Regions from separate parts of the Zea mays genome. Here all the other regions are linked to region 1. Evidence: chromatin contacts called from public Hi-C data. All regions are on one chromosome and are shown on one strand. The core of a region is the stretch at or near the end of the contact, and the rest is flanking DNA. Distances in the headings are between cores, read along the strand shown.

Region 1 (6,457 bases), core at 2,610-5,109:
ATATGCACTACTTGTCAGAATAATTGGTGTGCATATGAAGGTCTAGGAGCTCCTTCCTACAATAACAGTATGCTAAGCAGGAACTGTGCAGCTATCTCAAATGCCAAAAGATTGGCTCGGCATTTGGTGAAACATATGATTTTAGGGGGTGTAGGGACTACAATCTAAAAGCATAGAAGCATATTGTACTGTACAAAGATGTTTACATTGTGTGTTTCGTTTTCCATGATTCACGATTCTTTTGACAACAATCAATAGAGCTCTGTTAGGTCAAGTAGAAAAATTAGCCTACAAACCAATATAAAAAATAAGAAAAATAGGTCTTTGGCACAATCAAGCTAACATGCATTAAGAGCAGCTACTATGTTGGAGGATTAGACTTTATAGAAATGGTTGTTGGCATCCCATTAGGTTGGATAAGCTTTTGCTCATACAACAGTCAATTCCTATATTAAAGCTTGCTACAATGCAACTAAATCTAATAGGTGCAATAACTGCCAAAGCATCGAGGAAAGCAAATAGTTGTTTGATATTTAAGCATCAAATGGCTTAATAATGGATTATGTGACAAAAAAATAGCAAACTAGACTACCACGTCCACAGGACAAATATTCTGTATGGGAGTTTAGACATCCATTGATATAGAAGGTTACATCATTTTTTTTAACACACTATCGTCTGCATTGGTGAATCTCCTGAAAGCTTATGGATCAGTATACAGACTTGGTTTGTCCAGATCAGCGGAGAAGAAATTAAAATTCCAAAGCACATGTTCATGCCAAGCTCTTTACCTAGTTACTAGTTTCAATGGAGAGGAAAAACCTTGATACAAATACATTCCTTGTTAAGTGTATCACTCCACTACAGTTCCTATATATTTTATGAGGAAACAACCTTTCAAAGCTGATATTGCGGATAGGGTTACAGGAATACCATTTCACAAGCTGCTTATCACATGATCATGCTATGCTTGATTAAAGGGAAAATCATCAGCTACTGGACTACCTTTCTAGCAGTGTTACTTCTGATTGGAGTTGAGTAGCTCTCTCCTTCGCTTGTTTCAGGGGCATCGAAAAACCCAATTTATATTCACTATTTTGCATCCGCTCTCTTATTTCCTTGTCCTGTTATAAAACACAATGCTGCACAGTTGAGTGTTGAATAAACACCAAATAAGATCAGGCATGGCCAAATGGTTTTAGTATAACCAACCCTTTTCTCAGCACACTGTCGATATAGCACAATTTCATCTTGGCAGAATGGCTCAATATCATTGATCTGTAGGCCTGGAGAATAGTAACAATGTTTTCTTATAAAACACTTTACTTCACAAAAGCATACGGAATAAGAGAAATTGGTATGAACGTCACAAAGACCAATTACTCACATAAGAAAAGGTTCTTGAGTATACCATCACAAAGCTCAACATCTTCAAGGACATGTGATGCGATCTCTTTCGGTATGACAGGGGATGGCGGCCCACGCATGAGATCATCACCAACAAGGATGGTCTCCTCCATTGTTTCTTGCTTATCAACTGCAAGAAACAACAACAAAACCTTTTAGTCCCAAGCAAGTTGGGATAGACTAGAGTTGAAACCAATTGAAAAACCACAGTTAAAGTTCAGGCACATAGATAGCTGTCTTCCATGCACTTCTATCTAAGGTTAAATCTTTGGGTATGTTACATCTTTTCAAGTCTTATCTTTGGGTAGGTCTATCAACTGTAAGAACTCCTATGTTGCCTCAATAGGTCCCAAGCCCTGGTAAAGGAGGAGGGTTGTGTTAGGCTTGGCAAGACAACGTTAAACCTAGCCATTCTAATGGAGATGAAACCCGAAAGAAATCCGTTGGAGCGTAATCCTCTTAGCGACGCGTCATACCGGAACCTGGGATGGTGTTAAATGGGCAAGGGACAGGTCGGCACCCCTCTAGTGACGCATCGTGTCGTGATCTAGGCACGATGTCAAGTGAGCAAGGATCAGATCACTACTTAGTGGCGCGCTTCATTGGCATCACCTTTAGCATAAGGGGTTGGCACCTTCGTGTATAAATACAAAACCTATTATGTTGAATGTATTGCAACTTTCAAGCATAACATTGCACATTCTGAACCTCTTCTGTACTCCATTGGCAATTAAACCTTACTACAATGTTCCCAGATTACATTGTGCACCTCTTCTATACTCCATTGAGCAGTTCTTATATTAAACTTATTGACATCACCTTTAGCACAAGGGCCCAGCACCTAGCTAACAAACTGTTAATGAAAATCTTACTCCCAACCCTAACAAGTAACCGACTACCAATTTATCTGAAACAACCTACTCCCCAAAATTGACACAGCACAACTCATGCAACCGGGTCAGATACGAACAGATATTATGGATACCGAATATGTAGTGTCGGATGCAGTGAATTTTAATCACTTTACGTATCAAAAATCCAACTTTAACTATTAGGATTCCAATACAGTACGGATATTAAATGTCCGGATTCATTTATGGATTATCCATGTAGTATTTAAGCCCTTTCGGGATAGAAAGGTAATGGTAAATATCTATCCCATTTTCATCCCTACATATAAGTAATGAAGTGGGAATACAACGAGAGAAGGTGTGCCCTTACCATCCATGGTGGCCGATTAAGCTTGCACCCCACAGTGAACAAGTAATCTGAGTCAGAAAACCCTGCAGAAATGGTGAGCCCAGGGTTCTGAGGTGGGTTATTCAAAATATAAATGGTAATAAGATATTTTTACAATCTAAAATCTAATGTTAGGCAATGTATAATACCATATATTAGTATTGTATAAATATAGTAGAAATTGTTTAACACGATACGAACTGTTAACATATCAAAGTGACAACGTTTGAAATATAGAGGATATATGAAACAACAAAATGATATAAAAAGTTACAAACTACTCCCTCTGTCCCAAAATATAACTCGTTTTAGACTAATCATACATTCATTAAGTGACATATGAATGTAGTTTGCATGTATGTCTAAATTCATTATCATTTGAATGAATGTGACAGAAAAAAAAAGCAGACTAGAAAGAACTATATTTTGGGATGGAGGGAGTACAAAACAATTCAACTTCCTCTAGGTAAATCTAACTATTTCTCACAGGTGTGTGTAGAACTATATTTATTTTGGAACGGAGGAAGTATGACCAGGTTTATCACTGAAAATCAGCGGGAGCAAAGGATTTTGGTTTTCTATGCAATGTTTTCAGATCAGCTCATCGCTCCTGATCACCAGAGAGGGGTGATCAGCCGACTAATCACGATTAGTCGACGACCAGTCCGATTAATCGGGCTCTGACCGGTCAATCAGACATCCTGATCGTCCAGGGCTATAGGAACCGATCAACCTTCATATATATAACTACACGCCCATGGACATGGCTTCAGGTTCAGGCTTTCAACAAGGCAAACAGCCATACGTGATACGCCCATGAACATGGGCAGCAACAGGCCAACAGCCATAGTGCCATACTACAACATGAAGCAAATAATCACTGGAAGGTTTCAGGCTTTCAGCATCTAAGTAAAACTGAAAACCAACAAACATGGACATGGGCAGCAACAGCCATACGCCCATACCTACAGGCTACAGTACAACAGAGCACACCAAAAAACAGGGACATGCTCTGGATTTGGATTCTGGAGACTGGAGACCGTACCTGCAGGCTGGCTGCCTGCGCCGCCACGCCGGGGATGGAGGAGGGGCCGAGGGGGACGATGCCGCCGTATCCCCCGTCACCGGTAGCGCGCCGCCGTCACCTGCACAGTGTTCCGCTAGGGTTCCTCCCTCGGCAGCTGGTTACCTGGTTCGCCGTCACCTGCACAGTGTGCCTGAGCGTTGCTCTGTTGGCTCTTGGTTGTGCAGCTTCTGCTCACGTGGTGGGAACGGGGGGAAAGGAAGCTGGGCTGGGCCGCTGGGCAAGTGAAGTGGGCCACTGGGCCGAAATTTCAAACCAGCCAGCCAGGCTGATCGTCCCTAAACTAATCGGACATTATAGCTAGTAATTAACCTGTGAGTTTTTTTTTCTCTACTAGCAGTTTGCTTGGTTAGGGTGTAAGTACAATTTTGCACTATTTTCCGTGTCAAATATAAAACGATGGAGGTAGTATTATGCAAGCCTCTAACCACTCCGGATCTTTAAAAAATGCCAATTCTCACTCCATTTGCTAATGGCTTTGGGAGCTATATGAATCAGTAAGAGGTATTAAGCGTGCAAAAAAATGGGTTGCAATCCGGATCTTATTAATGGCTTTTGCCTTAAAATGTCAGTGGTGGAGTGCTAAAAATGTAAGGCACAGTCAACATTACTTCAAGTCAATTGTATTTGGACTCTGTCTATATCAAGAATGATCCTTTTCAAAACGATGTGATGTGATAAGAAGAAAAAAATACTTGATGGAATGATGGGTGATTGTGCATTTGTTTATATGAGCTTCTGTGGTATATAATGGGTCTTGCAATAAAAAATGCAATGCGGTGCAGTAATTTTTTTAACGTAATGGCACGACCTCTCTACCTTTCTATTAAGAAAAATATTAAAATTAATCCAATTTTAAGAAAAAAAACGGGCCCGAAACTTACACAGAGTGCCCAAACAACACAGGCATCAACAACCCACACAAAGCTCATCCAGAGTCATCGTTGCCGAGCTCAACACAAGGTACGAGCAGCTCCGACTTCGCTAGGCGGGCTGCACACGGCCAAAAGAACACGACGACACCTACACCTTAAACAGGAGTAAGACCGTGACGCGCCATCATTGCTAAGCATCAACACATCGACACTCGAGGCAACTCCGATTCTTCACCAGCGATCTTGATCCAACACCCACCTCCGTTTTTTTGCCCGAATTCTAAAACAATCCAGGCTACGAGGAGGGGGTTCGCCTCATGTCGTCGTTGCCGAGCCACGTCCCCTAACGTGATAGCTTCAACTTCACGTTACAAACCTCTTCTTGTCATGCGGTACAGTAATTTCATATGGATATTTGATATCGTTTTGTTTTTTGAGTCCTGATGAGCCTATTCTTTTCTTCTAAGGCTATCTCTTGCGATTTCATCAGCGGGAAATTGCAGGGATGGAGATTGATGAAATAACACACTGCTTTTCAGCAGTGAGTCGAGCGACAGGAATCACGGTCGTCCATGTAATTGTCTGTTTTGCGGAATTGCGAGTAAGCACTCACTCTGGTTCTTCAGTTCGGCATCCAAATGAGCTAATTGGGAACGATGCCACGATGTATCAAGTGTGCTAATGAACTCTTTGCACGCGTTATCTCCCGCGGTTTATTTATTCTCATACCTTATTCAAATCTCACTCTGTAAATATTGAACAACTACATGGGTTGGACACGGTTATCATTGCAGCAACACACGTCATCCACGCTAGCAAGCTCATATCTGTTCGTACAATTATTTTGCAACAAACTATCAAAGTTATGATTTCTTTTTTAATAAAGTATATATATACTTTATTATTTACTCTATTAATATATCAGATTTTATATTTTAATTCATTTATATCTCTTAATATAGGGTCGAATTATATTACAATTTGAAATATGATATATTGGTTGATTAAAATTTATAGATTTTTAAAGATTTTTTATGACTTCTAATAGTTTGATTACATGGTGATGGCATGAAAAACTTATTAGACACCGGTTTTTTCTTCTAAAATGCGGGCTCATGAATTTCTGTTCTCGTTGTTGATGTGCGCAGGTATTCGCTTTACAACGTTTCGGATTAAAGATAGATGTTCGAAGTAATCTATAGAGATAAAATACTGTACAAAATAGAAGCTGGTATAAATTAAAACTAAACAAACGCCACAACATCTTCAAAGCTATAACCTGGACAATAGTATATGCGAAGTGGTCGTCGACACGGTAAGGTTCACCTGTAAAAAAAATAGCATACCACAACATCTTCAAAGCTATAACCTGGACAATAGTATATGCGAAGTGGTCGTCGACACGGTAAGGTTCACCTGTAAAAAAGAAAAGAAAATACAAACATGCTGCGCTTCTCCATGGACGCAGTGTTTCACTTGTTACTGGCTGCGTGCTGATTCTTGTTTCCGAAATGCAAATTGTGTTGTCTGTCAACTAGGATCACGAGAGATGTTTTTGATGATTTCGTTTCTGTCTACTTAGTCATTAAAAATACTTTTAGAGGTAAAATCATAAATAAACATGAGTTATGATTTTCTACGTTATATTGTATAAATACAAAATGAAAAAGTAGCATCATGAGTTCATGACGGTCGACATGTAGGCCAGGTGTCATCCCATGCCTACCTTGGATTCCGGGATACCGAGATCTAGTTTACTAAAGTATTGATTGCAAACCAAAACCTCCATCAACAATCATGTCTTTTACGTCATCTAGAAGACTCACACGTAGGCCCTGTTTGGCACAGCTGA
Region 2 (6,457 bases), core at 2,514-5,013, 470 kb after region 1:
AATGGCGACTTGGTAACTCATGATATATTGTGCTGGGTCAGTGCTGTCGTTGTACTTGGGGTAGGTCCCTGCCCTGAAGTTGGCAGGCCATGGTGACACTTGTAGGTGCGGCGCCAGGGGACTTCGCTCGTCAAGGTAGTTGACACGTTGGAATGCTGCGGCGTGTGGGATGACGGGTCTGCGCTAAGGAATGAACAGGTCTTTGAATGGCGCGCGCTGTTAGAGGGGTGGCCCTTGTTGCAGACCAAGTTGGCCTTCGCTCTGCATGAGCGCAATCTCTTGCTCAAGCTCCTGAGCCTTCTGCTCCTCGTCGCGTATCATCTGGCGCACCTTGGCCTGCGCAGAGACACGTTGGCGCTTGGCCTCGAGGATCTCCTTCTGCTTCTGGAGGTTGCTGTTCTTGATGCGCAAGGCCCGCAGTTGTAGCTGTTCCTCTGCTGAAACGTCGATGACTTCGCCATCCTTAGTGGCGTCCGCGCCCTCCGGTGGAGCGAAGCCTGGGGGAGGTTGCGGTTGTCCTCCGAAGCTACAGGTGCGGAGACTGCCTTCGGGTGTGGGTTGTTCATTGTGCTACCTCTTGCTGAGTGCGTCGTCTTCGCAGGCTTCTTGGTGGGTGGTGTCAACAAGGGCCTTGCCCTTTTTCTCGGCCAACAGCGCTGCCTTCGCTGCTTCGTCAATGGATGGGGCTGCCTTCGAGCTAGCTCTCTTGGGTGCCATCGCGGGTGGTTTTTTCGTAGCACGAACGGTGGGCGCCAAATGTTGGAACTTGCTCTACCGAGCAAGATGATCCAACGGGGGAGTGAAAGTAATAAAAACAAGGTTTTAGCTCAGGAAGGCAATTGCTCTGTTAATCTAGCCTCTTAAGGGCACTGTGCGGGGGTATTTATAGGTGCCTGAGTACCCAGCGTCTTGGATTAAGGACGCATGTGCCCTCAGGAGCCTAGGTCATCCCCGGAATATTCCCATAAAGCAAGGTTACAGACTGTCATTATAGAAAAGCCTTTGCAAATCAGGCCCGTAATACACTCAGCCGCGCGGGGCCTGTTACAATGGGCCGAATTCCACGTGGGCCTTCGTGTTGGACGAGGACGCGAGACGGAGCGACCTCGTCGTAGGCCTTCGTCTTGCAGCGTGTTGGACGAAGGGTGGAAACTGCCGGTCGCTTCCCTCCGTTGGTGCGGCGAGATCGGCGAAGGCATCGAGCGAAGGGTAGCGTCTTCACCTTCGCCCCAACACTCCTCGGCCTCGGGATTTTTTGCTATAATTCATCGGACACTCTCGGACCAATCATCAAACAATTTGGTGATATTTGGCAACGATTACTTCAAACTTCGGCTAGGATCCAACGGTCGAATTGGCTCACCAAACGGATATGAGCATGAGCATAGGGTCTATTTAAACTTGTGTCATTGGGCCATTTCTAGTTATTTTGGTGATTAATTGTGCATCACACTACATTGGACTAACCACTTGGATATGAGCATGAGCACAGGGTCTAGCAAAAGGAAGTTAAAGGCAACAATTCCATATGAGCTGAACTGAAGGGCCAAAAGTGCAACTTTGAGGAAACCAACATAAACATGAGGTTTAAGTGTTTGGATAACTTGCACACACCCTACTCTATGTTTCTAGCACTTTGTTTTGGCTAATAACTCCATTTTGCAAAGAAAGTGCTTTTTGGACTTAGTTCCATGCATATTGCAAATCCTGGTGAAACTAAGGAGAAAATGTATGTTTCCTACACTTAGCAATTAGATTAAGTGCTATCTATGGTTGTCTAAGTCGTAGAGAAGCTACCAAGAAGAGCCAAAAGAAGTTAGAGAAGTTTGTCTCAAAAGAGCCAAAGATGTGCTGATTTGGGCAGCACCGGGCAGTCCGGTGTGCACGGGACAGCCCGGTGGACAGTACGACCAAACTCCTCGGCCTCGGGATTTTTTGCTATAAGTCATGGGACGGTCTCGGTCCAATCATCAGACAATTTGGTGATATTTGGCAACGATTACTTCAAACTTCGACTAGGATCCAACAATCGAATTGACTCACCGAACGGTCTGTTGCCAGCATCGGACAGTCTGGTGCCCCGCCTGAATAGAAAAGGAGCAATAAGCGGATTCAGTGATCGTTCTTGTGCGTTGTCCTGTGCTGAAAGTGCATCTAGCCCTTTTATCGGTTTTCGTGATTTGGATAAAAACAATCGTAAAGGACTAATCAGTTTGCTAAGTGTTGATGAGGAAAGTAGAAAAAGCAATCATGGTTGAAAATGGTCAAGAGACAAGGATTGATATGAAAATGTCTCATATACATGGATTGTTCATGATATAAAAGTATAAAGGATCAACATCAAACAATGATAAGGAAATCATATAAGGCCATTTGGATATATGGAGATGGGATATTCCATGAAGATCAAAAGTCAAAAGATCATCTATCAGATAATTAGACATCAAAGGATTCAATATACACTCAAGAGGTATGGCTTAAGGAAAGCTTGATCAAGTGGAGAAGCAAGTTCTTGCATTTAGTCAAGTGTAACACCCAAAATCACATTTTGGTGACTTAGAGAGTTCTCCAAAGATTTGAGAATAAAATGACTTCCAATAATGATTCCTTTATGAGGCATATCTCTCTAAAGTAATTAAATAATAATAGTAATATGTTGATATTCAAAAACTTAGATCCAAATCTTAAAGATTAAAAGTTGGAGAAATAAATAAAAAGAAACACTTTCAATCTATTTATTTCTTTTACAAATTTATGATTAAGATAATCTTTAAAAATATTTGAACCAAAACAATTCATCGTAAAGATTTTATACTCTCCTAAACTATATAAACATTAAAACTTGAATGAATCCTAAATCAGATTTTGCATTCAAAATAATGGAATTCTTTATGATAAATAATGTTGCAAGCAAATTACCTAAAATGATGGGAATGAAATAATTAATATAAAAATATATCTCTAAAAATATCGCATCTCATGCTAATTTCTTTGTTTGTTGTATTTAAACTTGTGTTTGAATTCAAAACCAAAGTCGAATTTGAACTTGAACTAAAATTAGAAAGCTAGAAACAGAAAAAAGGAAATAGAAAGAAACTTACCCTGCACTCGCGGGCCACTCTTACCTGTCTAGCCCAGTATCAGCATGGCTTCCTCGTTTCCTCTCACGGCCCACCTCTTCGTCTACCAGCCCAACCAGCACACACTGACGGCTAGGACTCCTCTATCAGTCCTCGCGTCCGCACGTCGTGCACACACTCGCCCTAGGCTCACCAACATGCGAGGACCACGATTCAGTCCCGTGTGTCGCGTGGGCCCCGCAGGTCGGGTTTACCCCCTAGCTCACGCCAAAAATGCCAACAGAATAGCAACAACACCATCCCCCTAAAAACCCCCGTGTCAGCCATCGCAATCCGGTATTGCCTCCATGGTATAAGGCTATCCGCAACCGTTACACTTAAATTTTTTCCTATATATCACTGTTCCCTCTATTTTTCCTCCTAATTTTTCATCTCTCGCAGCGGTTCCTCCTAAATACTCCCCTATACCCCACTACAACTATAAAATATCATTTTCTATATCAACTATCAAATTTTTTATCTACTAACAATTACTCGTGGACCCACAACACATTATTTAGGGTGATGAACAGTAATACGCTAGATCTGGGGGGAGAGAAGGGGGGCGACGCGTAGGGTGCGCTGTAGGGGCACCGCTGCGGCCGTGGGGTGCCCCCTACAACCGGCATAAAGGGGAGAGGGATGGCTAGCGTTTACCGCTGCGCACAACCTAAGAATCAAGGTCTGCAATGCCCTCGCCATCCACCCATAGGCCCCCACATCGAGTAGAAAAGGGTGCAAAGCCAGGGGAGAGATCCGCAATGAGGGAAAATCGGGTTGCTGTGGGCGGTTGGGCATCTGAGGGTCCCAGTGTGCTTCGTCGGTGGACAACGATCACGTCTGTAGTCTCATCAGGCGGCAACAGCGATCTGTGGGGCACCGATTTCTCACCGGAGGGCGGGCTTCGTCGCCTTGCTGCTGTGTCGCATGGGTGGAGTTAGAGATGTCAATTGGAAATTTCTCACCGGATTATAGCATCACAGATGCATTCCCATCATGCTTATACTTTCTCATACCCATCTCCATACCCATCATGGGTGCAAAACTCATCCCATCCTCATTCGGATTTCGGGTCCCCAATGGGTCCCCATCCCCAATTAAGGGATAACTAGGTACTAACAGCTGGCGCAAACTATCCAGATTTTAGACATCACCACATCGATGAGCACTCATCCATGAACCATGATTCATTCATCCATCATAAAAGAAATCAGTACTTCGGGACCGATAAAAGAAATGGAGAAATGACGTCTGCTCACCTTCCTTGGTCACCATCTAAGTTGGTTGGCGCCTAAGAATCCATGGTCGTCACTGTCGTCCTAGTCTCCTAGCAGTCGGCGATGCTCCTCGTCGCTGGTGAAGTCGCTAGTGTGCAGTGCTAGTGCAACTGTCTAGGCGTGCGACGGTTGGCCGGCTAGACAGGCGTAGCATATGGCTGGTTATTTTAGGCTTTTGTTTTTTGCTAATCTGCTAGTTGCCTTGTCGTGTTGCCTTGTTGGACTAGGACATGGGGCCTGGTGCGCTGTCATGCTGGGCTTGGTGGCCGGCTCGACCTTAACTCATTCATACAAATAGAACAGTTGTACACGTATGAAATACCCATGGGTAATCGGGTTCGGATTATTGATTTCCAAACTCATACCCGTTTACCCAATGGGTAAAGATTTTGTCCCATATCCATACCCGTGGGGACAATTTTTGTCTCTTACCCGTACCCTAATAGGGAAATTTCCCACGAGTTAGCAGGTATCGGGTCCTCATTGACATCTCTAGGTGGAGTCCACTGCAGTCCAATCGCTTGTAATTCGGCCACCAGCATGTTCTCTCCGTTTTCACGGTACCGCGCGCAGGCTAGTGCATCGGGTCGGGATTGGGCGAGTCAACGACGATCTTACGCCGTGGGGTGGGCGACACCGTCGCCTGATATCGACAGGAGAGGGAGAAGTCACGTCCACCATTGATCCCATGTTAGACGGTTGTGATTAGATCGTAGAAGTACCTCTTCACGTGATAAATCGGGATCATCAGTTTCTTGGCGAGCGGATCAGATCTCTTGGCGGCGTGGCGACTTAGGGGCCATTGGATCGTGATCCGAAGGCCATAACCATGTCCCGGTTCATTAAATGGTTTGATCTAATTCTTGCCATGGATCTGTGATTGGGCGGTTGATCTTCACCGATACCCCTTCGGCCATGTAACAATTGCATATGAAACCCTACATTTTGCCAAAACTAACCCGTAGTACACTCATGCACATAGAACCTTATATGTAAGTCCTATTTTTAATAGAATAGCCCCTGCTTTTCTAGAGAATTGTAGCCGCCGTCCAGGTACTTTAATAGTTTCTATAATAAATCTAGAGAATGATTTCTATCGAAAAAAATAAATATAAAAATTTAGAAAATTCATATTTTCTTCATTTTAGCTTCGATTCAATTCGTTTCAATTGTGTTAGCTTTGTATTAAAATTGCCTACACATTAAACAATATTATTTCATCATGTTTTCATAAATAATTAAATGATGGTTTAACTTGTGCCCATTAGGTTTACTTTTCTAATTAAAAGTCAATGTTTTCATCCATAACTTTATTAAAATTTTACTTCTAAACAAGTTATAGTGTTGACTAAAGATCAAATTAGTTATTTCTTTGTAATATTTCTCTCACAAGTTTTATATTAATCAATATAGAATATAGTTTTATTATTTAATCACCTAAAACTTAGGAAATTCATATATTTTTAACCATAACTCTGATTTTAGTGGTTCTCGAAATTACGATCTCGTAGCGGCGCATAGAATATTCCTATGCAGCTCGTTCCCATGATTGGTGCAATGTTATCACTCTTCTTTACTTAATAATGTTCATGTTAATCACTGTGACATGCTCAGGTTAATTTGATGGGACCTAATATGTTTCCCTAGTTTTTGTTTATCCCACACCTTGCAAACAAATGAACTATCGGGTAGATTTGCTATTGCTCTACCTGGTTTTGGGAATTAATGTTATATATGATCATGTTCCATTAATACTGTTGGTTTAATTATTGTTCATGGTAAGATTATTTTATTAATTGGAACATGGAGAACCATCCGAGAAAACAGTACTACCACAAGGGTGGAATGGGACGCCCTTGGCCAAGTAATTAGGAAGGCTAGAGAGAGATTACCTTACCAGAAAGGGGCAAGCGGGGAGGTGTCATTGCAGAGTATAGGGAGATCCTCGGGTTGAACTGTATGTAAAGCTTTTCGGATGAGGGATTCCTATACTTCCTGAATCCGTAGCGAGTTTTCTCAAATTAGTGGAACTTTGGAAAGGCCTCGTAGTGCTACCCTACC
Region 3 (6,457 bases), core at 1,600-4,099, 420 kb after region 1:
TGTAATATACTTCATTTTCTTTTTGTTCAAAACATTCCTGAATTCTAATACTATGAACATCTATCATACTCTTCCTATTTTAGTTATCGGCTGACAAATGCTGTTTATTTTATCTTATTTTCTTGACTTTCCAAACTGCAGTTATACGTGGTGAAAGAGCAAGAATACACTTTGATAATCTTGTCAAGAGATGGAGGGCAGCTGTTCTAATACAGAAGTACACTAGGCGTCGACTTGCAGCTAACATGTTTAATGATCAACTGAATCATATCATTATTCTTCAGTCTGGTAATTAATATGATAAAAATGGGCATATTAACATTACCCTAGAGTACTGGATCTATCTAATCATGTGTTGTCATATGTTGCTGCAGTGATGCGTGGGTGCCTGACTAGAAGGAAAAACAAATCTAAACCAATTTGCTACTGCTATACTAGAGAGAAGAAGGTCTACTCGACGGCGATACTAGAGAGAAAAAAGTCACCGAACCGCCTTGTCGTCGACGAGGCCACCAACGACGATAACTCCATCGTCGCATTGCACCCTGACAGAGGTTGCAGCTCTTCCGCGACGATATTGTGCTCCTCAAGGTCTTATATTATATGGCTAATCTGAGCTTGTTGCAACAGCTTTGGGATGTTGAGCTAATTTAGCATATTGTATTATCACGTGACCGATCTCTGTGTGTTCGATCTGAATTCCGTGTATTTGGAGTGCAGACCTGTTAGAAAGAAACTTTGCTTTTATCTCAAGTACTTGCTGAAGTGTTTAATGTTGTAATTTGTTGTATTGTTTGAGAACTTGAGTATGCTGAGGCAGTGAGGGTATTTGGGCTCCCTCTGCTTTGCTGCTGTAGTGTGTAGATTTTAGAAATTTACCAATTCACATTCGTACACCATTGATTCATTTGAAGGTAGTAGTAATCTAGATTTCTTTTATTGCTTGCTTCAGTAACATATTTTAATATACTTGGTTTGTTGTGTTCAAATCTCCTCATACATTTGTTCTATATTTAAATGCAACCATTCTTTTTGTATGAATTAATTCATTGTTCATAGTTAGAACAGAGAATCAACACTATTTAGTAATGCATGATTAACTCATTGTTCATAGTTAGAACAGGGAAGCAACACTATTTAGTATTATTCAAATTTGTCTTCATTGTTCTGCTAGATGAAGATGATGTGCTGCATACAAAATTCTTTTTTTGTGATCCCTATCGTGATAATTTGGATTTGATGGCTGTACTTGTAACTCAAGTGTGTTCAAGGGACTGGTCAATTGGATATGGGTTGGCCTATCTTTTTTAAAGTCTCTTTATGGCTACTGTTTGTCCACCAGTGCCAGGATGTGAAATATGGGAAGCGTGTTCACATTCTTCCAATTGATGATACAGTTCAAGGCATTATAGGGAACCTATTTGATGCCTTCTTGAAACGTAAGTTTCTGATCTTGTGAATTTCTTAGTTGATCTAGGTTTTTTTGGGCATCAGCATGGCTCCATGGCGCTTATTTCTCATGTTACTTCAACTGAAGTAGCTCCCTTTTCTTTTGTTGTCAATGGTTTACTGAGTTCTGATCAAGGAGGAGTCTGCCATTTATACTACCTAATTAATATGCTTGTATATTGTTTCTGCCATTTCATGTAGACCTTGCAGCTGTTTTGTCATAATAACACCCCTTATGGAACTGTGCAACATACTTCCTAGAAGCATACAGGCCCGTGAGGAAAGGAGACCTTTTCCTTGTCATGGGTGGAATGAGAAGCGTGGAATTCAAAGTGATAGAGACTGACCCTTCTGAATATTGTATCGTTGCCCTAGATACTGAAATATTTTGTGATGGGGAGCCTATTAAGAGAGAGGATGAGGAGCGTCTTGATGAAGTTGGTTATTATGATGTTGGTGGAGTTAGAAAGCAAATGGCCCAAATCAGAGAGGTTGTTGAGCTTCCACTACGTCATCCTCAGCTTTTCAAATCTATTGGTGTGAAGCCACCAAATGGCATATTGCTATATGGGCCACCTGGTTCTGGAAAGACTCTTATTGCTCGTGCTGTTGCAAACGAGACTGGAGCCTTTTTCTTTCTAATCAATGGTCCAGAGATAACAAAATTTATATGTATAGCTAGGATCACCAATAGATTATAAAATCTTTTCTCATAACAATATAACACATTTATATATAAGTTATCATGATATTATATGTTCCCGTTGCAACGCACGGACATTAACCTATAAATTAATAGATGCTTGCAATAAAGAAAGGCGTAAATCCTAGGGTGGTGGCGGTGTGGGGCCGAGGGTTTTATCGGTTTGCGACGGGCGCGCCCCTGGGTGCACGGCGACCGTGTGAGGGAGAGAGAGGAAGAAGGGGGCGAGCGAGAGGAGGCCACTGGATCATCTGCTCCTCGTGATGCGCGCCGCTCATTGCTGCCGAGCGCTGCCGCTTTCGCCCGCTTGAACTCATCCTCATCCCCACGCCACTCCCCCACTCTCGCCGCTCCTCGCCGCCGTTTCGGCCAGAAAACCCTAGCAAATCCTCGCTCGCAGCAGCCAGCTTCTCCAAGTGGGAGCAACCCGCGCCGCCGACCGAGCGCGAGCCGTAGCAGCTCCCGCCGCCGCCACCCTTCGCGTGCCGCGCCAGCGCCCTCGGCCCCGGGTGCCGCCGTCCGGTAAGACCCCCCGCTCAACCCCCAGCTCCTCTTGCAGGTCACCTATTTTTGTTTTTCTTTTTTCTTTTTGGTTTGGGTTGCTATCTTTGTCCAAGTCGTAAGCATATCCCCAGTTTTTTTTGGGAGGGAGGGGGGGTTGGGTTGCTCGTCTCCTTACGATGTCTTCTCCCTCAACGCCCAGAGGTTTACGGATCTTGCATCATTTTGCTAGGAAAAGAAGGGGAACACCCTGCCTCGCGCCCTCGTCTACCGCATCTCTGTTGTTCCTTTTGCAATCTCCCTTTATTTTTCCATTTTAAAAAATAAAATCTTAGCTTTGGAGCGGGTAAGAGAAAACGGCCGGACGTTGGAAACCAAGATCTACGGAATCTTCAGGCTTTAACAGTTCTTTAAAGACTTCTTCTCTACCATTTGTGCTAGTTCCGTCTGTTTTTCCCCGTATTACCTGATTCATTTCATTTTTCGTTCTTCTGCAGGACTCCGTGATGCCGGTTCTTGGCCCGGGAAAGCGGCTTCGTCGGCCACCTAAGTGCAGGCAACCGTCGGTCCTGATGACTTGAAATGCGGCAGCCCTTCTACGGCCTCCCACCCAGATGAAGATGCAGCTTGTGGAACCGGAAGGCTCGAAGGGGATGGGTTCTCCTGGGTGCTCGGAGATAGTCGAACTGGTGGACGAGCCGAAAGATGCTCGTTCGTGTGGGCTTACCCACTTGAGGGTGAGGGTCAAGCCAGTGGGGCAGGAGCTTGGGGCACGGTCGTGCTCGGTGGAGGATGATCTTGACCAGCTCATCAGATCGATCAACGTGCGCACGTCGGCGAGGGCTTCTGGGCAGACGAGCACGGATAGGCGGCTTATTGCGCTTGGGAAGTCGCCAGTGTCGAGCTCAGAGATTGTGGAGTCCGTGAGCCTGAAGCAGGCCCTGAGGAAGATGTGCATCTCACAGGCGTCGGAGATGGCAGCCATGAAGAGACTGTCAAAACCGACAGGGGTGTCCACCCCTTCTGATTCTGGAGCAATCAAGAAGCTACATGGCTCTGTTGCAGTTCAAACCAATGAGGAGCAAGATGACAAGAGTAAGGCAGGGAAAGTTTCTGTGAAGCCTGAGAAATCGGCAGGAAGTTCAGTGGGTAAGCCAAGTGAAATCAGTAAGGGGCAGAGCAAGAGCTCAGCCAAGAAGAATTTGAGATCAGCATCTCCTACCACAGGGAATGTTCATAAAACCAGAATCCAAGATGTGATCAGTAACAAGTCATCAGAGGGAGTTGAAGGTATTTCTGTAGAAGTAACTCTGCCAAAGCAGAGAAAAGGTAAATCAATGAAAACATCTAGCCCCCGGGCTGTTCCTGTAGGTGGCTCACGGTTGGTGAGGCCAATGTTTCGGAATAAAACCTCGACGAAAAAGAAGGTGAAACCTGAACCTGCTATAGTGCCCGCATCACACAAGCATTGTGAGACGAAAGGTCCTAAATCTCACACTAGTAAACATCAGGAGTCCCTTCAGGATGAACCCAGAACCCCAGCGCCAACTGACAAGAAGGCTGCTGTCAGCTCCACCACTGTTGATGGAGCTGATTTTGGCACTAAAGGATGTGGTGTCGGTGTGATCCATGGCTCGAAGGTTGGTGAGTTGTTAAGATCAAAGGAGAAGGGAGAATGCTCCCAAAGCTCTAAGAGTAGCATTGGTGATTATAGCACCAGCACAAGCATCAGTGAGGACAGTTATGGCAGCTTCAGTGCTAACAGAAGCAGGCCTCACATGTCAAAGGATGTGAGATGGGGAGCCATCAGGCGCATGGCTATCCAACAAGGGAGCTTGGGATTAAAGAACTTCAAGCTTCTCAAACAACTTGGTTGTGGGGATATTGGCACTGTTTATTTGGCTGAGTTAGTGGGCTCAGACTGCATGTTCGCATTGAAGGTTATGGACATCGAGTACCTCATAAGCAGAAAGAAAATGCTCAGAGCACAAACTGAGAGGGAGATACTGCAAATGCTCGACCACCCATTCCTTCCAACCCTGTATTCTCATTTCACGACGGACAACCTTTCTTGTCTGGTAATGGAGTTTTGCCCTGGTGGTGACCTACATGTTCTTAGGCAGAAGCAACCTACCAAAACCTTTTCGGAAGCAGCTGCAAGGTATGGACCTTTACTTGTGTCACCAATGTGCTATCTTTATGCACTAGTACACATGAACCTGTCATGATTGAACTACTTTACCAAGAACTAAAAACGGTGATTATATGATCTCACTGCATTTGCTACCAGATAGATGTTTTTGTCCGATGACAGTATATCATGCTGTTGTAATCCAATAATTTACATTTTTTATATAGATTGCATTTTACTAGTGAGTTATTGTAACTTATGCTAATTTACATTTTATTTACATTTTTCATTTTAGTACTGAGCTATTATAACTCGAGATCTACATTTTGTAGATTTTATGTCGCTGAAGTCCTCTTAGCCTTGGAGTATCTCCATATGTTGGGGGTCATATACCGTGATCTGAAGCCAGAGAACATCCTTGTTCGTGAAGATGGGCACATCATGCTCTCAGACTTTGATCTGTCGCTGAGGTGCTCAGTGAGCCCAATGCTTGTGAGAACATCATCAGTAGACAGAGATGAGCCAAGTAGGCCTTCTGGTCCCTGTGCACAAAGCTGCATTGATCCCCTGTGTATCCAGCCATCGTGGAGCAATTCGTCTTGCTTCACGCCCAGTCTGGTTTCATCTACACCGTCAAGGACACGGAGGACTAGAGCTGAACCCCTGAAGAAACCATCACTTCCACAGCTCGTTGTTGAGCCTACGGAAGCAAGGTCAAATTCGTTTGTTGGGACCCATGAATATCTTGCCCCAGAGATCATTCGAGGAGATGGCCATGGCAGCTCGGTTGATTGGTGGACTCTTGGAATCTTCCTTTACGAATTACTCTATGGCAAGACACCATTCAGGGGACCGGACAATGACGAAACACTCTCAAATGTGATCTCACAGGGCTTGAAGTTCCCTGACAGTCCAGCATTAAGCTTCCACGCTCGAGATCTGATCAGAGGGCTGCTTGTGAAAGAACCGGAGTACCGGCTTGGCTCGTCGAGAGGAGCTGCTGAGATTAAGCGGCATCCCTTCTTCGAAGGTCTGAACTGGGCCTTGATCCGGTGGACTTCACCACCAGAGACCCCGAAAAATATTGATACTGCAGCAACACTCGCGGGAACACGCAAGAAAAAGGAAGGCAAATGTCTGGAATTCCGGCTGAATGGCGACGACATCGAGTTCGAGCTCTTTTAGTTGTAGCTGTAGTGGTAGTCCCAATGATATATCAGTACCACGTAAGCGCAAGAGTAGTCTTTAGTCCCCCTTCCTTGCAGATTTCTGTTCATCCTTGGTCATTTCGGACGTTGGGAAGTAAGGTAAGGTTGGCTGATAAGCATGTAACTTTATGCGTTGTTAATACTATCCAATATTAGAAGACGCTGTTGGAAAATTCCTGGGCATGTGCGAGATGCAACTAGTAGAAACAGCACCTTTGTGTTGCTGGATGAAACAGTCTGTGCGTACCTTGATAACGCTGGGAAATAGTGACTCGAAGTCGAAGTGAGGCCTGTAACTTTATTTCATGTTAATTGGTGAAACAAATCTTAGATATACACAAATGTATCTAAAACATATATAAACAAAAAACAGGCCTATGGCAAAAGGTACTAAGTAACCTCAAGCAATCCTTTAGGGGCTACATCATACTAAGTAACCCCAAACAATCCTCATGGATTACTTTG
Region 4 (6,457 bases), core at 2,724-5,223, 340 kb after region 1:
GCCCCGGCGAGTCCCCCCTCGACCGTGCCCGCTCTCGTCCTTCCCCCGGTGAGCCCTCCCTCTCCCTGCCCGCGCCTGCGTGCCCTCCTCGGCGAGCCCCTCGGTCGCGCCTGCCCCGACCCGGCGAGCCCCACCCCCGGCGTCCCCGCGCCCGGCCTCGCCCCTCCCCCGGCGAGCTTGGCCGCCCGCGCCCCTCCCCTTCTCGCGCGCTCGCGCCCCGGCGAGCCCCCCCCCCTCCCCGATGCCCCGCCCCGGCGAGCCGTGCCGCCCCCCGGCGTCCCCGCGCCCGACCTCGGCCCCTCCCCGGCGAGCCCCTCCCCCTCGGCCGCGCCCCCGGCTGCGCCCTCGCACGCCCCTGCCCGAGCCCGTGCCCCGGCCTCGCGTCCTACGCGCCTGCACAGTTCCCGTGCCCTCGGCACGCGCAGCGTGCTCTCGTGCGTGCGATCGTAGTCGTGTTTCGTTTACCCCTCGTTTAATCCATTTTAATTTGTTTAGTCGACGTGCTGCGTCGCGCGCTTCGTCGCGCGACGATTCTTTTAATTTATATTTATTAAAGTGCTGTGTTGCGTGCTTCGTCGCGCGACGATTCGTTTAAATGCAGTTCAGTCGACGTAAGCTGTCGTGCGTTTCGTCGCGCAACGCTTAACGTTTTCCTATAATTAATGCAGGAATCTCGTTGCGCGCGCTGTCGCGCGGCGAGTCGTTTATTTCTCAATTCAATCCAAATGTGGTGTCGTACGTCTCGCCGTGCGACCACTCCCTTTTATTCATCTTCAATTATTTATAATGATTAAATGTGGAACTTGACTTTACTTTATGCTAAACGTAGTGTCCAAATTAATGCCCTTCTATTAAGCGAGTGGTTTAATTTATAATAATGTAACATGATCATTTCTCGACTGTCTTTTCCTCTTTCTCTCTCTTAACCATAGTTGCGAGCCCCGCGTGGAACGTCTGTTTATTTATTCCATTCTATTGTATGGTGTACTATTCTTTTGTATTAAATGTGTGGATGTATGTATGTTTGCGCTCGTATAGAGAACGATCCGGTTGAAGAGCCCGAGGAACTCGCAGGAGAAGCCCCTGAGCAGTAGCTGGTTGGTGGAGGCAAGTGTCCCTTGACCTATCTTTGTCCTATACATTCTTTAATTCACCTCCAGCATTTCACATTTATACCTAAGGATTGACTAGCTTTTGTTATCCATGTCCTTGTTTATCTATTTGGGTTGGATTATTATTGTTTAGCTTTATGCTATTGCTCAACTCTAATCAATGAACATGATGAGAATTATCAATGATACGCTGTTTTCCCCTCCTTTATTATGATGTTATACTTGTGGTATTCAAGGGGGCTCGAGCGGTTTCTCGAGTGCCTCTCCGTAAGGACCTGTTCGTTGGATGACCTCCCGGGTAAACAGTGCTACCATGAGGGTGGAATGTGATGCCCTTAGCTGAATAATTAGAGGAACCGGGGTGTAGTTCGCTTAGTTGTCGTGTCGTTAATGGGGCTCGGTGTATGCGGCTCGCTCTGCCAAGCTTGGGTTCGCCCCCCTTGGGGAGGAGTGTGGTGCATTTAGGAAATCTAACAGGCGGCTACTACCCCGGGAAATCTATGTAAAGGTTACGTAGTGATACCCTGCTGGGTCACCTTGGTAGTGATCAATGGAGAGTCATGATCTCCGGGCAGAAAGGGAATCACGGCTTGTGGGTAAAGTGTGCAACCTCTGCAGAGTGTTTGAAAACTGATATATCAGTCGTGCTCGCGGTTATGAGCGGCCAAGGGAGCTCCAGTGATTAGTGGTACTTGATCAGAGATGTGCGGATTACAGGTGGCAATGAGATTGATGGTTTTTTGTATTGACTCTAGTAATGGTAAGTGGTACTCTTTCCGTTTGGAAAGGAGTACGCTTGGGTTAATAACGTGGGTTAATTCTAAAACTTGGCTTTCTCAACTAGTAATAATAACCTGACCAACTAAAAGCAACTGCTTGACTTACCCCCAACATAAAACTAGTCCACTACAACCAAACATGATACTTGTTGAGTATGTTGATGTGTACTCATCCTTGCTCTACACACCAAACCCCCTATCCCCAGGTTGTCAGCATTGCAACCCCTGCTCAGGAGAGGATGAAGCCGTGGAAGGAGACCACCGGGAGTTCCAAGATTACGATGAGTTCTAGGTGTGGGTTAGCGGCAACCCCCAGTCGGCTGCCTGTGAAGGCCGCATGTATCTACGTTTCTTTTCCGCACTTTGATTATTGTAAAGACTATGTGGATGTCTCAGACATATGATGTAATCGACTATTATTTCCCTTTTATATTATCATTTGAGCACTGTGTGATAATGTCCAGTTATGTAACTGTTGTGTACGTGAATTGCTGATCCTGGCACGTACATGGTTCGCATTCGGTTTGCCTTCTAAAAACCGAGTGCGACAGCAAGGAAGGCGGGAAACAAGGTGTCATGACTTTCACGACAAGAAAATCGACCTAATCGACTAAAGGAGTACTATCTTTGTAATATGATTATAATGCCTTTTATTTTAAGTGACTAGTACTAGAATTGTGCACTTGATCTCTGGTGAATATAAAGAGAGGTATGGATACTCTCCATATACGAAGAAAGACAATAATCTAACGCAAGCTAGACCAACATATAGGACGTAGAATATTTATGTTATTTAGTGGTCTCAATCTATCTAAATTGATGTCTTGTGTTAGCCGTTAAGTTTGTCTTTTGTCGATTCTCACTAGACCTTACCTTAGATAACCTAGTACTAAAAATTACTGACCATTAGTCACCGATAAACATGACAATTCAACTTGTTGGGGGAATGCCTTTGTCGAAGGTCCTCAAAACTAATTAATATTGACCATTCTACAATTTGTTTCAGGAGTAACTAATCTATGTTTGTCGAGGGACAATAATACATGGCAAAAGCAAAGTGGAGGAAGCTTTGGCTTAGGCGCTCAAATGAAGTGCATCACCAAAACCGAAGCAGGCGACCTGTAAATGAAGGAGGAACCCGTCAACGCGTGTGTCAACGCTTCAGGAAGAAATGACAATTCTACCCATAGCAGTTTCCATAGCTACATGTATAGGGTTCAAGACTATGGTTGTAATTTCATACAGAGTTGTATATTAGGTCGTCCCTATAAATAGATGAATAGTGTCCATGTACATGGGACGATGGTTCACATAAGTCGACTCTGTGTTTGAAGCTGTATTAACTCTTACCTTCGGACTGGTATCTAAGCCTCCAAAGGTATAACTGTATCCATTTGTAATAAGGGAAAGATAATACAAAGAACATGATAGTAAAGATTCTCCTTGATTGCATCTATCCATTCTATTTCTTTTAGAAACACAATTGTAAAAACCGTATCCCTTTAATTTCTCTCGGCCGGAGATAAATTAAAGGAACGAAGGTCCTATGTTTTTAATTATGTTGCCTTGTTTTGATCTTCGCGAGGAATAAAAAACAAGTAACCAACACAACCCCTCTAGGCGCTTGCTGGATCCTTTGAAATCGTTGGGCTAGTTAGGGTCGTTCTGGATCCAATGTAATTAAAATAAAATAAGCTAAAATAGTCTAATCGTGTCACAAACGGGGTTCAGATTATAAGATGGATTGTTATAATCAGAACATCAGATTACTCCCTCGGTCTAAAATGTCGTGTTTTAGTAACTTAAGTTTACCTAATTATAGATAATTAAAATCCTATAGAATTTTTTTTGTCCTATACGGTTTTTTGGAACAAAAGATTGAGTTTCTACGTATCCTATAAAATCCCTAAAGAATGAACCATTGTAAGTGAGATTTTACGGAATTTCCAACGTGGAGGTCTAATATCTTGATTTTTTTTCTTCCTATAGAATCATCCCATAAAGTAGTGGCACCGTACTAGGATGCCCGTCGTCCCATAAAGTACTGTCCCGTATTTATTGGATCTGATCAATGGATCCCGGATTTCGTACCTGCACAGCAAAGTGATGACGACACATCGGCGCAGTTCGTACTCGGATTTGCATCTGCATGGACCATCGGGCGTGGATCTGGTCGTGACGATGCGAATACAAGTAAAGGAGTATTATTCAACTTGAGTATGCGTGTCTTTTTTTTTTTTGAAGAAAGAAAGAAAGAAAAGTACTATAGGAGCAAAGGCAGTGGGACGGAAGGCTCCGTTTCGAAATTTTGTGGAGGGGAAGAAGAGCCAGCGAGCCTGTTGCTCCGAACAGCCGAGGCGTGTGCGGGGGGGCTAGCCTGCCGTAGCTGGTATAGTAGTAACTCCGTTTCGCGTTGCCAGGCGTTCGGTCCCTCGCGTCGCGTAGTCGCGTCCTGAACTCCTGATGGGCGACGACGACGAGCGAGAGATTCCCACGTGGTGCGCGCCGCGCCCCACCACGTGCCGCGGACGCTCGTCACACACAACACCTGCGGGCTGCGGTGCGGCAGAGATGGCAACCAGCAGAGAGGCACGGCACGGTAGCAGCATCTCCGGCACTCCATTCTCAGAGCAGTGCTCGTCGGAGCCACCGTACATTACATTCCACCGCGGGGGTGGTGCACGCGGCCAACACTTGTCGGTCACGTTGCTTAAGGTGCGTGGCGTGAAGAAAACGCCTTTTTTGTTTTTTTTTAAAAAAAAAGTTGAATGGAGCTCCCATGCGTGGCTGTGAGGGTGCCGTGCCGGAATGGATCTAGCTCCTGGTGTAAATACAGATTTTTATGGGTACCGTATGTGAGTCGGTGGTGTTGTGAAATGCGGATGGAGAGAAAACGTCCCCACGTGACGTGAGCATTCACCGGCACGGGCGCAGAACGCAGAAGACATATTTGCTACGAGTCGCCTGTGCCTGTGCCGGTGCCGGTGCCGGTGCCGGTGCCGGTGGTGGGAGTGGGATGCGGCGCGAGCAAAGACGCACACAAGCCGCCTGTGCGTGAACGTAAATTCTGCGCCCGGCACCAGCTGCCGTCACGGGGCTCCATCACGAGCTCACTTGCTATTGCTAGCGGACTGCTGACGCGACGGGCAATCCGGCAGCGTTGTGATCTGGGAATTGGATGCCCCCCGTTTTTTTTTTTCCGTTATACAAAACTCTATGCTCTATAGGATGGACGAACGCTATAACGAGCACTACTAGCAGCAGCATCATTGTGGTTGTAGGTTTGGATTTCCAACGAGAGGCATCAACGCGACCAAAATGGAAAGCAGGCTCTCGCCGAGTAGTTGTCACAACTCACAACAGCAGTAGCCAGTAGGAGCATATATATTTATATTTTATGTTTCACTTTGACAGCAGGAAAGAAAAAGATAAAGCAGATGCAGACGCCGCCTCTCAGATTTTAACGATTGACAATATCACGTCCTGTCTATTTGCGCCGCCTGCCTTTTTCCGGGCCTTTGCTCTTTGTCTTTGCTGCAGTGCGACTGTTCGAGACCGACGACCGTACGCGGAGGGAGAGAGTGAGTGTGAGTGTGTGAAACGAGGAAAAGGGCGAAAGGGAGCGCACGCCACGCCACGAAACGGTAGCCAGCAAGCCCCATTTTTTTTGTTTTTTAATCTTTTCCGATCAAAATGTACATTTAAACTTGTGAATAACTTATTTTAGGATTTGGACCCTCATCTCGGCGTCATAGGCGCCAAGCTATGACGTGGTGGTGGCGCCTCGCGGTGGCAAGGGTTGGCGTGGCGCCGATGCGGCCTCCTAGCTCGGCGTCATAGATCTTAGCGCCGAGCTAGGAGGCCCTATAAATCGATCGTTCTGCTGGCCGAGAGGTGCGCCCTCCTCATATCTCAACTATCCCTCCATTCAAATCTTCTTCAAAAAACGGTCAGATTCGAGTTGGAATACTTTATATACCAAGGTATGGTGTCTCACTGGTTCGTTTTGTATATTGAATTGCAATTTTTCGATTATTAGTTTTGATTGTTGCTCCTAGGATATATATAGTTCATATGATGACTACAATTTATTTGATAGTTTGTGAAATCCGATTATACAGTTTATTAGATACTTGTGTTAATATATAATCGTTTTTTAGATGAAAGACATGTATCGGGAGGCGTTGTGGCAGATGTCGGCGTTTCGGACCCGGGGAGTCCGTAAGCCAACCAGTAAATTTGTCGTTGCGTGCCCCTGCCCAGATGGGTTAGCGCGAGATGGGACACAAGGGAAAACGCGACTCGTATTATCTCGCACCAGGGTGTGCTTGTAGTAGGGGTTACAACCGTTCGCGAGAGAGAGAGAGTGTGAGCCTGTACGTTTGCTCGTCCCTCCGCGCGACCCTCCCGCAGGAAGGCCCTGGACCTCCCTTTTATAGATGCAAGGAGAGGGTCCAGGTGTACAATGGGGGTGTAGCTTATGCGCTAACGTGTCTGACAGAGAGATGCCTGAGCCCTGTGTACATGCCAACGTGGCTGTCGGAGAGGTGTTAGAGCCCTGTGTAC

The links. Hi-C and Micro-C count contacts between places; a contact is called where the count stands out from the background.
Region 2: a contact with region 1 is called in a Hi-C map of ear, with 2.5 times the contacts expected there. The contact joins the enhancer-like site here to the promoter of LOC100191324 in region 1. A contact is called at or near these places in 2 of 25 Hi-C or Micro-C datasets (ear and endosperm).
Region 3: a Hi-C map of tassel shows a contact between it and region 1, with 5 times the contacts expected there. The contact joins the promoter of LOC103646509 here to the promoter of LOC100191324 in region 1. A contact is called at or near these places in 9 of 25 Hi-C or Micro-C datasets (bundle sheath, ear, endosperm and 2 more) and 1 of 3 datasets of contacts at active chromatin or transcription factors (leaf).
Region 4: a Hi-C map of endosperm shows a contact between it and region 1, with 4 times the contacts expected there. The contact joins the enhancer-like site here to the promoter of LOC100191324 in region 1. A contact is called at or near these places in 3 of 25 Hi-C or Micro-C datasets (ear, endosperm and tassel).

What each region holds. Positions count from the first base shown.
Region 1 is chr2:59,957,155-59,963,611 of Zm-B73-REFERENCE-NAM-5.0, forward strand. LOC100191324 reads right to left here and starts at 3,860. Exons shown (of 8, transcript NM_001136758.1): 1 at 3,692-3,860; 2 at 2,629-2,690; 3 at 1,388-1,537; 4 at 1,213-1,286; 5 at 1,006-1,124. The coding sequence starts at 2,635.
Region 2 is chr2:60,429,913-60,436,369 of Zm-B73-REFERENCE-NAM-5.0, forward strand. No RefSeq gene overlaps it. Among protein-coding and RNA genes, the nearest start is that of LOC109943999, 48 kb to the right of the region's middle. Within about 2 kb of position 3,764, at least 16 of the 20 cell types and tissues checked have an H3K27ac peak or open chromatin away from gene starts, as enhancers often do. A contact at or near this core is called in ear, where this site is marked.
Region 3 is chr2:60,378,430-60,384,886 of Zm-B73-REFERENCE-NAM-5.0, forward strand. It overlaps LOC103646509 (serine/threonine-protein kinase D6PK), which reads left to right and starts at 2,850. Exons shown (of 3, transcript XM_023301616.2): 1 at 2,850-3,251; 2 at 3,254-4,814; 3 at 5,117-6,227. The coding sequence starts at 3,236. The coding sequence ends at 5,969. It overlaps LOC103648678 (two-component response regulator-like PRR1), which reads left to right. Exons shown (of 11, transcript XM_020548874.1): 10 at 1; 11 at 142-397. The coding sequence ends at 296.
Region 4 is chr2:60,298,173-60,304,629 of Zm-B73-REFERENCE-NAM-5.0, forward strand. No RefSeq gene overlaps it. Among protein-coding and RNA genes, the nearest start is that of LOC103648678, 74 kb to the right of the region's middle. Within about 2 kb of position 3,974, at least 19 of the 20 cell types and tissues checked have an H3K27ac peak or open chromatin away from gene starts, as enhancers often do. A contact at or near this core is called in ear, endosperm and tassel, where this site is marked.